Linked DNA regions of Anser cygnoides: region 1 is linked to region 2. A link is a contact called in public Hi-C data. All regions are on one chromosome and are shown on one strand. The core of a region is the stretch at or near the end of the contact, and the rest is flanking DNA. Distances in the headings are between cores, read along the strand shown.

What was found. Hi-C and Micro-C count contacts between places; a contact is called where the count stands out from the background.
Region 1: a contact with region 2 is called in a Hi-C map of liver, with 2.7 times the contacts expected there. The contact joins two enhancer-like sites. A contact is called at or near these places in 2 of 7 Hi-C or Micro-C datasets (both in liver).

The regions. Positions count from the first base shown.
Region 1 is chr23:616,594-621,841 of Taihu_goose_T2T_genome, forward strand. EIF4G3 (eukaryotic translation initiation factor 4 gamma 3) reads left to right here. Exons shown (of 36, transcript XM_066981963.1): 12 at 67-912. Among named protein-coding and RNA genes, the nearest start is that of HP1BP3, 57 kb to the right of the region's middle. Within about 2 kb of position 1,663, at least 2 of the 3 cell types and tissues checked have open chromatin away from gene starts, as enhancers often do. A contact at or near this core is called in liver, where this site is marked.
Region 2 is chr23:459,159-464,702 of Taihu_goose_T2T_genome, forward strand. It overlaps USP48 (ubiquitin specific peptidase 48), which reads left to right. Exons shown (of 26, transcript XM_066982003.1): 16 at 1,628-1,752; 17 at 1,901-2,023; 18 at 3,967-4,028; 19 at 4,591-4,701; 20 at 5,387-5,517. Among named protein-coding and RNA genes, the nearest start is that of RAP1GAP, 11 kb to the right of the region's middle. Within about 2 kb of position 2,768, at least 1 of the 3 cell types and tissues checked has open chromatin away from gene starts, as enhancers often do. A contact at or near this core is called in liver, where this site is marked.

The DNA.
Region 1 (5,248 bases), core at 413-2,912, 160 kb after region 2:
TTAGATACCGCGAAGGAAAGTGGAATTGACCTGTTTGTAACACTGGCTTTTTTTTTTCTTTCCCAGAAGAGAAGCCAAAACCAGATCCAGTATTAAAACCGTCTTCTCCAGTCCTCAGACCAGAACCTACTGTGGAGAAAAAAGATCAAGCTGGCCAGACAACCGAGGCCGCCCCAGTGGAAACCCCACCAGAGCTTCCTCTTGCTCCGTCGCCAACCCCAGCCGCTCCCATCGCAGTCGTTCCTGCTGCTGCTGTCGTCACCGTTTCTAGTAAACCCGCATTCACAGCTGACTCAGAGGAGAGATGTGAACTCGCTTCCCCAAAAGAGGAGGCAATGCCTATATCTAATGCCACACCCTGCACGGACACATCAGACCCTTCGCCAGCAGAAGAGGCTGATGCTGAGGTGTGCAAGGAGCCTAGTAGTGTAGCATCTAGTGATATTCCAGTGACTGCTAGTACTAATCTAATTAATGAATTGAATGGAGTTAGTGAAAAAGTAACTGCTACAGAGAGCGTAGTAGATGTAGCCCAGCCGGAAGTTGCGCCATTGACTGCTGAGTTGGAGACACCAGAAGCACCTCCAGCGGAAGTGGAAAGTGTGCCAGCTTCCAGTGCTCCTCACACTGCTCCCTCTCCTCCTCCAACCCCTCCTCCAACCCCTCCTCCTCCTCCTCCTCCTATTTCTGTTGCTGCTGCTGTTACCACTACAACTCCTTCTCCACCTCCTCTTCCATCTCCTAGTGCCCTCCCTGTTGTTCAGGGAGATTTAGAAGGAGAGGAGAGCACAAGAACTACTCTTAATGAAGAGGTAAAAGATACTGAAACGAAGGAAGAGACAGAAGCAGATGGGCAACTGGAGGAGAATACAGAGGCTCAGAGTTTAAACTCTAGCAAGAGTCCTGTCCCAGGTAAGCGTTTGGCACCATGGTTGTGTGCGGTAAACTTACAGACGAAGGGGCCTTTGGGGTTATTTTTCTATCAGATGTTTCTGTTTGTATCTGCCCCCAAATTCTGATTCTGCCACATGACCGTTGTTCTGATGTAAAATGCTAATCTTTGTTTGTAGAGGAAAAAAAAAAATGATAATCAAGAGGTAGCCAACTTTGCACGTGCATCCTAGGGTTGGCTGGGTTCATGTAAGCTGCATTTTGCTTTCATGGGGTCATAGGGCAACATTCCCAAGCACTGTTAGCAGGATAGTTGAAAAGATACCACTCATGTTCTCTCCAAGATCAGCCAGTTGGTTCGATGACCTGTTGCTTCACATTTATCAGCCTGCTGCTAAACCAGCTTTAACACTCAGCCCTTGAACTCCTCTGGGTGAACCTTCTGAGCCAGCAGGTTCTGGAAACCTGTGGGGTTGGTTTTATCCAACTACAAAAATGTGTCATGGTGTTACCAGAAGTAGGTAAATGAAACGGCCCACAATGCTTCAGTCATTTGAAAGAGCTTTTAAGTGTCACACACCTACAGCTGCTCAGCCTTAATTAATGATGCATCTGTTTTTCTTCCACAAAAGTAACACGTAAGCAAAAATCTCTCCTTCTCCTAGCTAGGCTCGGCTGTTCGCCTCATTTCACGGTGCTTGAACTTCTCAGAAAACCAAGGTACACAGGTTTGGGAGGCATAAGGACTTGTTATGAGTTACTAAAAAGTGAAGTTTCTCTAGTTGCCTTTTAAAACGTAGGCTACTTCTCTCAATGTCATTATTTGTCTTTGCTTTCAGTGTCCTGTCACGTCGCCGTGTTAGCGCTCAGTGGGTTAATTCAGACAACCTGTTTTTATTTGCTGCATTTCCTATAGAAAAGTGCTTTTTTTCAGGACTTCCTGGAAATGAAACTGTGGAAAAGAGGTTAAATCAATCAATTACTTGTATTTAGCTGCTTGAGAGAGTATAATGGTGGCTATTATGCATGCCAGCAGTGTTAAGCCATTTAAATGTATCGCATCTTTCACACCCTGTTCTGCAGTCCTTTCAGAGCCCTGAAGCTGAGGTTGTTTATTTAAATATCCTTTGAATTTAAAACTGATGGAGTTTGGACAAGAAAGGCAGGAGAAACAGTAGCCTTTTCTTTAAAAAAAAATGACATTTAAAATGCTTTCCTGTAATTTCGTTCTTTTGAACGCTTACAGCCTTGCAGTTTTAGGGAGGGATTCGGTTCTCGGAGCAGGCGCGACTCCCGTGCGGACTTGGCGAGGCCGGGGCACGTTTGTGCCTTGTGCCGGGCGAGCTCGGGGTGGCTCGGTCCTTGAGGTCTTCCTCTCACGGTGGCTGCTTCGGGAAGCATTTCCCCCAGATGCAGCTTCTTGCCTTCAGAAGTTCGGTCTGCGCGCGTTTGTTTATACGTTTGTTCTTTCATAAGCACATGGTGGAAGCATAATGGCACCGATAGCTTCTGTTACTGTGCTCCGTTATGGGCTAAATTAAATGAAAAGCTGAGGTTGGCCTGGCTCCATGTTTGTGTAATGCTGCACAGGATCAATGCGCTGACCCCATATCTTAAATAGCATCCAGTACCTAGAAAAGATCAGAAAGATCCCTTCACTATACCAAGCATAGTGGTTTGGGTTTTTTTTTTCTGTTAATCTCTTTTCTCTTTCTATTTTACTCGGGTCATTTTGCTCCTCTCGCACTTACTGATCTTCAATCTGAAATACTTCATAACCCAAATTAATTTCCTTACGAAGCAGAGAAATGGGCCTCTTTGTGTAAAGAAGGTTTCACACAGCCAGGTTCCAGCTTGCAACGTTATTGCTTGCTTTATAGTGTCCTGTGGTTTAAATTAAAAAAAAAAAAAAAGTGCAGCGTTTGGGGTTTTTAATTATGTAGAAGATTAATTTTAATGCTCTAATATCATTAGACCAGACAGCATGCATTAGCCAATACATTGGCTTTTGCAACACGGAAACAAACATTTCTCAAGTCACATGAAATATCACTCATATCACTCAAGACTGATTACTAGGAGAAGTTCTGTACTTGAAGGAAAGCAAAATACTCTCCATGCCGGGATTTTGTGCTTTGCCCATCCTGTAATGAAGCATAACTGTATTGCATTTCCCTGCCAACCTTTTTTGGGCAATAATTTTACAATTCTTTCTTGGAGAGAGGAAGAGAAATTTAAATAACGTAACCTGAAGGTGACTGCTAATGCAGGCATCCTTCTAGGCAGAATGAGGAATTACACGTCTCTGCCAGTACACTGGAAAATACAGACGCTGAACTTCAGAAGCAAGGAGGAAGGGCTGTATTTTTTTTTCCCTTGGACTAGAGGCTGAGTCTTTTTTTTTATGATCTCTGGAGATAAGATAGAAATTGGAATGAGGGAAACTTCTCAAACACGTGCTGGTAAGCACGAGCTCTGTGACTTTTAGCAATATTTCTTTGGTGTTTTCAGAAGTGTGTGCTTATTACAGAGCAGTTTGTTAGCTACAAATCATACTGCTTTATTCCCTTTAATGGTAGCTGATCTGATTTGACTGGGACACTACTCAGACCAGAGACCTCTAAGAATAATCCAATTGCTGCAGGAAGTGAAAGAGGCAGCACTCGGTATTGAGTGAGTATTGAACCCGTCCTGCACGGCGCAGAGGGCTCCAGGCTGCAGGAAGCACTGGCTGCTGCGAGAGGCACTAAATCAATGACCTGGCTGCGGACAGTTATTAAGATACTCCTGGCACTCTGCAAAAACAAGCGTCTTAGCTGCTCTGCCCCAACAGATGTCTGCTTTTCATGTTTGTAATCCAGCCTGCCGAAAAACTTGGGGGGTTCCTGGACGCGAAGTTAATCCACCTCCCCTCTGAAGAGTCTGGGGCAGCAGTGTTGAGACCTGGAAACGTATCTCGTGTTTTGCGATGGAGGTGGCAGCATTTCAGGGCTGGATGGAATTACGTGCTTGTTTGGGCACTTCACAGAATACGCTGTTCTGCTCTCTAACCATCAGAAAAACAATACTTTGTTTTTTCTCTGTCAAGTTCTGTATATAGATACAAACAAATATGTTCAGACCACAGAGGCATCTCTAATATCCAGAAGTTCTTTTTTACAGTCCAAGAAAACAAATTTTGTAGTGTTTGTAGGAAGAGACAAGTTGAGCAGAGCTGACCCTTTTGTGATCTGAGGAAATTGTGCTCTTTCTTTTGCACTGGCCTTAGATTTCCACTGGATTTCCAAGGTCAAAGGATCTCTGCAGGGGCACTGGTGGTGTGTTCATCGTACTTTGCTGAAACTGGAGCGTGCCTGGCTCTCTTTTCTATTTCACACAAAATATTCTGTCTGCTCTTAATGTCTTAAGTTGTATTAGGCTGCATCATGACAACAGCAATTTCAGGGGTATCGATACCTGACACCGGCTGGTTCATCTGTAGACTGCTCATCACATCTCTAGCTCTACTCCACAGTGAAATCGGCAGACTCACCGAGCTGACCCTTGAATTGTGGTAGTGCTTGCATGACCGACAAGTTCCATAAGCCCTGTGAGCTGATCCTGGCTCTCGGTTGTTTCGCATGTTGTTGAGGCCATGGGAACTTTCTCACTGTTTCAAGCTGTTCGCAGTGTAGTAATAATCTGGGGACAGTGAGGGTCGGGTCTGCAAGGCAGAGTAGCTCAGGGCTTGATTTAAAAAAAAAAAAAAAAAAAAAGAGAAAAAAGAAAAAGAAACAGAAAAAATGATGTTGTTGACCTGTTGTCATAGTTGGTCCTGCTTATCCCCTATAAAATGGGGTCGAGCTGATGGGCGTCAGAACATCGAACCGCTGGGCACTGCAGTTCTGTCCCGCACGCGCTGTGTGACACCAGGAATCGCTTCTCGCTGCTGTTCCTTTGCCGAATGCTCGGCACAACGTCTGTGCGGAGACGTGTCCGCCCCACTGCGAGGGTTCAGCCAGCAGATCTCGTTCTGCCTGTGCAAGACCGATCATCTTGAGGTTTTCAGAGCTGTTATCTGCAAATGGCAAGAGCACGCAGCTTGTAAAATAATTAATTCCTACTCATCTCCATTGCCAGAAAAAAAAACAACAGATATTATCAAGAGAGGAACGCAGTTTTCAGCCTGAGATCCTTACCAAAAACATTGCCCCAGTTAAAAGTCATCAGTGGGATACAGTTGCTTTTGTTACTAAATTCTGTTTTTGTCAAGTAGCTTTGCTGGCTGCAGTGAGAGACCAGCACTTCTGAGGGAACAAAACAGGAAAAAATTTGCTGGTCGAGTGGAATTTATTTAAAAAAAAAAAAAAAAGGAAAA
Region 2 (5,544 bases), core at 1,518-4,017:
CGTCCTTGCTGGCTCTGGAAGGCAGCCTGGTCCTGCCTCCTCATATGGTAAAGCTGGGCCACTTGGTCGTGTTTGATGAAGAACAAGGGGCCAAGCGCCGCTTCGAAGAAGTCCAGCCTGACCTTTGTTTATTAGAGGAAAGGCAGGAGGGGAGCGTTGCTATTTTTTCCTTCGGGGACTGGCAGAGGTCCAGGCTTAGCTAGAAGGAGGAAAGCTGCCTGTCCGTGGGGCTGAGGAGCTGCTGTAATGTTAAAGAGCTGCCAGAGGGCGGGGAGGAAGGAGCCTTTTATCCGTGTCTTCTGCCTGCTGAGCTCTCAGGCTATAGACATGCAGAGCAGATAGTAGGACATCCCCTCCTTTGTTGGACCCTTCTTGGCACCGGCACCACAACTTTGCGGTTGCTGTTTTGCCTCCCCCTTGCTGGTAAGATCCCCGTTGAGGCACGAATATTCCCGTACTGCATCCGAGCCTGGTTTGCTCTCATTTCTCGTGCGTGCGGCGTAGCCGAGCCTTGACTTCCCAGCAGCTGTCACGGAGGAGATGCGGCTGTGTTTTCCCCTTGGCAGGCATCTGCCGAGCGGGTGGCCGGCCGTCGGATCCCCGAGCCGTTGTGCTCTCGGGTTTTCCCAAGCCTGGCTCGGCCGCTGGAGCACGCCTGGTCACGCGTACATGCGGTGCTCAGGCGCGTTAGTGTAACCTCTCCGGTACTGCTGTCGCTAAAACGACAAGCACAGATCCCTTGCCCTAAACCATCCTTTCTTGTTCCTTGAGCATCAGTCGCCTGGATAAATAAGGCGAGGAGTCTGGGTGCTGGCTGGTGAATCTTGCTTGCTGTCCTCACACCCCAGTTACTCCCCCCCAAGCTGCGGGCAGCGAAGTTCTTCCCAGCTCTGCGGGTGCCCTTCAGCTGTTTGCCTGTTTCTCTTGTGGGGGGTGTTACTGCAAGGCGTCTCTGCAGCTGATTGCGAACCTGGGCTGTTTGAACATCCTGGGGAGCTCCTCACACTTAACAGGTGTAGCTGAAATGAGGTGTTCGAGTGCAACCACGCTTTGGGAAGGGCGGCGCTCAGGTGCAGGGGGAACACGTCCTTTTAGGATTCCGAGGTGCTTGAATAGAGCATGTGAGGCAGTCCGAGGTTATATACAGCGGTAATTTTGTTTTTCATGGACACAGAAAGCACTTGGCTCCTGTTTCGTGGGACACAGGGTTGGTCTGCAGTTTGAAAAGTGGAGTCACTGTGAAATCATAGCTCCAGATAGCCAAGATCAGAAAACATTAGCCTGGTGCCCTCTCTGGCTTGTCCTTGCTTCTCCAGGCATCTGTCACTGCCTCAGCCTGCTTTGTGTTTGATTGGCTGCTTGGTTCACAGGCTCTGAGACCTAAAGGACATTTATGTGAATTAAAGTCATATTATATTTTTGCCTGCCTGAACAAGGAAACGATAAAGAAGTTGAAGGTGACTTTGTGTATTAGTTGTGGTCTTTCTGCTGACATGGTGTTGCCTGATAAGTGCATGAATATCTTCCCCCACATTTATACCCTGTAATCTCTTAAATCTAGTTAGGGCTGCAAAACATTGCTGAGCACGTCAAGAGCAAAGCCCTTCTCTTGGCTCTCTCTGTGCAGGTGACCTGTGCATATCTGAAAACGAAAGGAGGGTGGTTTCGAAGGAAGCCTGGAAGAAACTCAAGCAATATTTTCCAAAGGCCCCTGAATTCCCAAATAACAAAGAGTGCTGTTCCCAGTGCAAGGTATTTGACCCCAAATAATGTTACCCTTTTGCTGACTGTAAATACGTGGTCGTGTTTCTGGTTTTCACTACCTAATGCAGCGGAGAAAAGCAATGTCGCCTTTTAATAGCCGCGAGGAACTGAAGCACAAACTAACTGTTTCATGCAGATTTTGGAGCGTGAAGGAGAAGAAAATGAAGCTCTGCATAAGATGATGGCCAGTGAGCAGAAGACCTCCCTCCAGAACCTGTTTCACGATAAATGCAGGCCTTGCCTGGGCAGCTGGCCTCAGGTAGGGGAAGGGGAATGATAGTGGGGCCTGGGGGGAAGGCTGTCAGGTGGAAGCTGGCATTCCCTGCTGCTTTGCCCAAAATTTGCTTTTTGGGAGCAGTATCCCTGGGCGCAGCATCCCCAGCTGAGCCATCCTGTCTGCCTGCCTGGGAGCGCGCAGGCTGGGCATGCCCTGTGCATCCTGTGCCATCTCTTTGTAGACGAGTGGTGGCAGATGGGTAGCAACTCTGTAAGTTTTTATCCCTCTCCTATGAAATTTTGACTGTGAGAGACACTGGCTGATGATCGTTCTCTCGGTCTGAGTGAGACCGTGCTTGTGCCGGGGTTGCCTGTGCCAGTGGAGCTCGCAAGTACGCTGCGCCGAGGTGTGATTTCCCCCGATTAGCTGCGCTGGCACACAGCCCTGCTGTAGATACATGAGAATTGCTCGTGTGCCAATATAGCTGTCGCTGGCCTGGAGTCAGCTAGATAAGCAGGGACAATATTTCTGCAGTGGTTATATCCGTGCCTAGAAGTACCTACGTGGTGCAGCCGTGCCAGTGGAGAGAGAGGGCTATCCACCGCCCTTAGTCTGCCTTCCCGCTGGGCTTTTGCTGATGGTAGGACAAAATTCACGTGTGCCCCAGCTCCTCCACTGCCCGTTTCTGTCTCGAGCCTGGCAGAGGGTGTGGGGGGCTGCCCTAAATGCTGAAGCCATGCAAATAGGAGCGGCAGTCACACAGGACCTGTTGTACCGGCCTCTCTCTGGTTCGGGCGTGCGGCTCTCCAGGACCTTCTTAAGAGCCGTCGGGGCTTTGAGGCAGTTTGAGAGAAATGGCACAAGCTGCTGGCCGGGCTCCACGCCTTGGCTCCTGGGTGTCTCGCAGTGCTGATTAATGATTGACTCTTAGATCCTGCCAAGCTGCTTTGGCAGGTGTCCGCCTCGGTTGCTCCAACGTGTGAGGGCAGCCTGCTGCTCCCGGTCCCTTCTCGGGGCCACCAGCAGCTCTGGCCAGGAATAAATACTGAGATTAGCATGGATCTGTGCTCCCGAACCCAGGAGGGACTAAATGGGCAATGCTCTGCTGAGCCTCCGAAGGAGAGCTGTCAGGTCCTACCAGCAGTATTCAGGGCTCACAATCTTTGTGAGGTTTCCTGACCCATAGCAGTTGAGGTCCAGGAAAAAAAAAAGAAAAAATAGAGCCAAATCGGAGCAGTTTAATCTAGGAAATATGAAGGGACATTAAAATTATATCTACACATGCGCACCTCAGGAGTTTTCCTGCGAAAAGATGGAGCGAGCCCTTAAATCTGCATTAGGGAAGGCAGACAGGTGAGCACAGAAATCATTTTGTCACCCAGCTCTTAGGATCTCCTTGGTTTCTTGTCTGGGAGCTGCCAGCAGCAGACTATATAATTGCAAATCACTAGGGGCAGGAAAAAAAAAAATGGTTTGTCCCAAAAATGCTGCATTGTGAGGGTGCACATCCCTGATTCTGAATCTGCGCGTGCTATTGCTGAAAGCAACCACTCGTGGATTTTGCTCGGTGAGGAGAGGGAGGGCAGGATGGGATGGTCTCTCACCCCGTCCCCACGGGGGTACGTAGATGTGTCTGCTCTAGACGCTGAGTACACGAAGGAGTACCCGGCGACAGAAACACTGCCAGAGAGCTTTAGCTGCTCTAGGGAAAATGACCGCTTCCTGCTATGAATTAAAGGTAATTGGATCTAAAGCTAAACTAACTTTGTAATAAACACGAGATTAGTAATGTAAGTACTTAGTGCTTGATCTCAAATTATTTTACTTGGTTTTCCCAGTGCGCTCGGATGGAGTTGTCATGGTAAAAACGCTGAGATCTCGAAAAGAATGAGCACTGCAGAAAAAGCTGAACAGTCATTGCCTCTCTATTGTTGGATTAATTAACAGAAGATTTGTTTTATTATTTTTTTTCTCTTGTCTTCCAGGAGACAGATGAGCTGTATATTGTTTCACAGTTCTTTGTAGAAGAATGGAGGAAATTTGTCAGGTAACCAGCTTGAGGTTTTTGGTGCTTTTAATTTCTGCTTTTTTGGGGGTGTGCTGCAGATAGCAATTTCCCTTTTGAATCAGTGTTTGCCTGGTGTGTGTAGTTACCTGTGTTTTGCCTTTGCGGAAACAAGGAAGCTGATTTTGCAGGACTTGGACCCTGTGTTCATAGCAGTTGTAATACATTGTAAGAAACTGAATTTCCTTGTTTACCGTGTCTTAACCAGATGGTCAGATTAGATAGTAACCTGATTAGTTTTTTCATCTGTCTGAAGCTGTATCCTAGGCAAAGGTCACCACTCAATCCCGTTTCCATGGGCTGCTGGTGGTATGAGATGGAAATCTCCGCTAGGTATGAGAGTAATTTTGCAGCGCACAGGAACGCAGATCTGATTTCCTTGATGGTGGTAGTTTAATATTCCCCACTGGAATGCCTTCTGTAAATACTCACCTGTGATTTCCTCTTCTCAGCTGCCTGCAGACTTGTGATTTTTTTTCTTCCACATGAAATAACCTGACCACGCTTACAAACCACTTACTGTTCCTTTTCTTTGCCTGAGCAGGAGGCCGACGCGATGCAGCCCTGTGTCCTCGGTAGGAAACAGCGCTCTTCTCTGCCCCCATGGGGGCCTCATGTTCACCTATGCTTCCATGACCAAAGAAGACTCTAAACTGTGAGTTTCTTCTGCTCACTCATCTGCCTTTGCCGGGTGCTGTTGTCTCTCACGGGCCTCAGGGAGCATTCCCAGAGGCTTGCTGAGCTGCAGCAACATGAGGAGCAAATGCCGTCCCTTGAACAAAATTAACACAGATGCTTTCTCAGGCCTACCTTAGTATAAATCTTCATATAGGTCAAGACCCAAATTGTCACAGGATGCTGTCTCAGGAAAAAAGAGCTTACTTAAGCTTGGCTAGTTCCTAACAATAAACTACCCTGAATCTGACTGGGGCATTAGAAACATGTAGCTTCCTTTAAGATTTGCTTTCCGTGAGACTTACCCCTGGAGCACTGGACGCTGGGCTGGAGTTTATGCTCCATAGCCTTGCTTCTGCAGTGATGCAGAACTAAAAATGTAGCAGATCTTCCACTTCTCTCCTCCTCCTTCCTCCCTCCGGCTGTGCGTGCTGGGCATGACTGGAGCATAACAGTGTCACTAATAACACACTCCTCTTCCCTGTTATCTTGGGCATACAGGCCCTCTCATGTAGCTGGGGTTATGGATTGGTTTTGCTGCCCTTCTTTCACCCGCAGACTAAAATGAAAAGGGGAGGCTGTTCAGAAGCTCAGCACTGTTTTCACTGCGTGCTCGGGGCTTGGCTTTTCCATGTCATAAAGCACGTTCTTGTTTCTTTGCACAGTATAGCTCTAATATGGCCCAGCGAGTGGGAGAGGATTCAAAAACTGTTTGTCGTGGATCATGTCATCAAAATCACCCGAACACAAGCTGCTGGGGCAGACCCCGAGAGCGCACTTTACACCTCTGAGCCCAGTGAGTGAATCTTTTACTGCTGTCTGT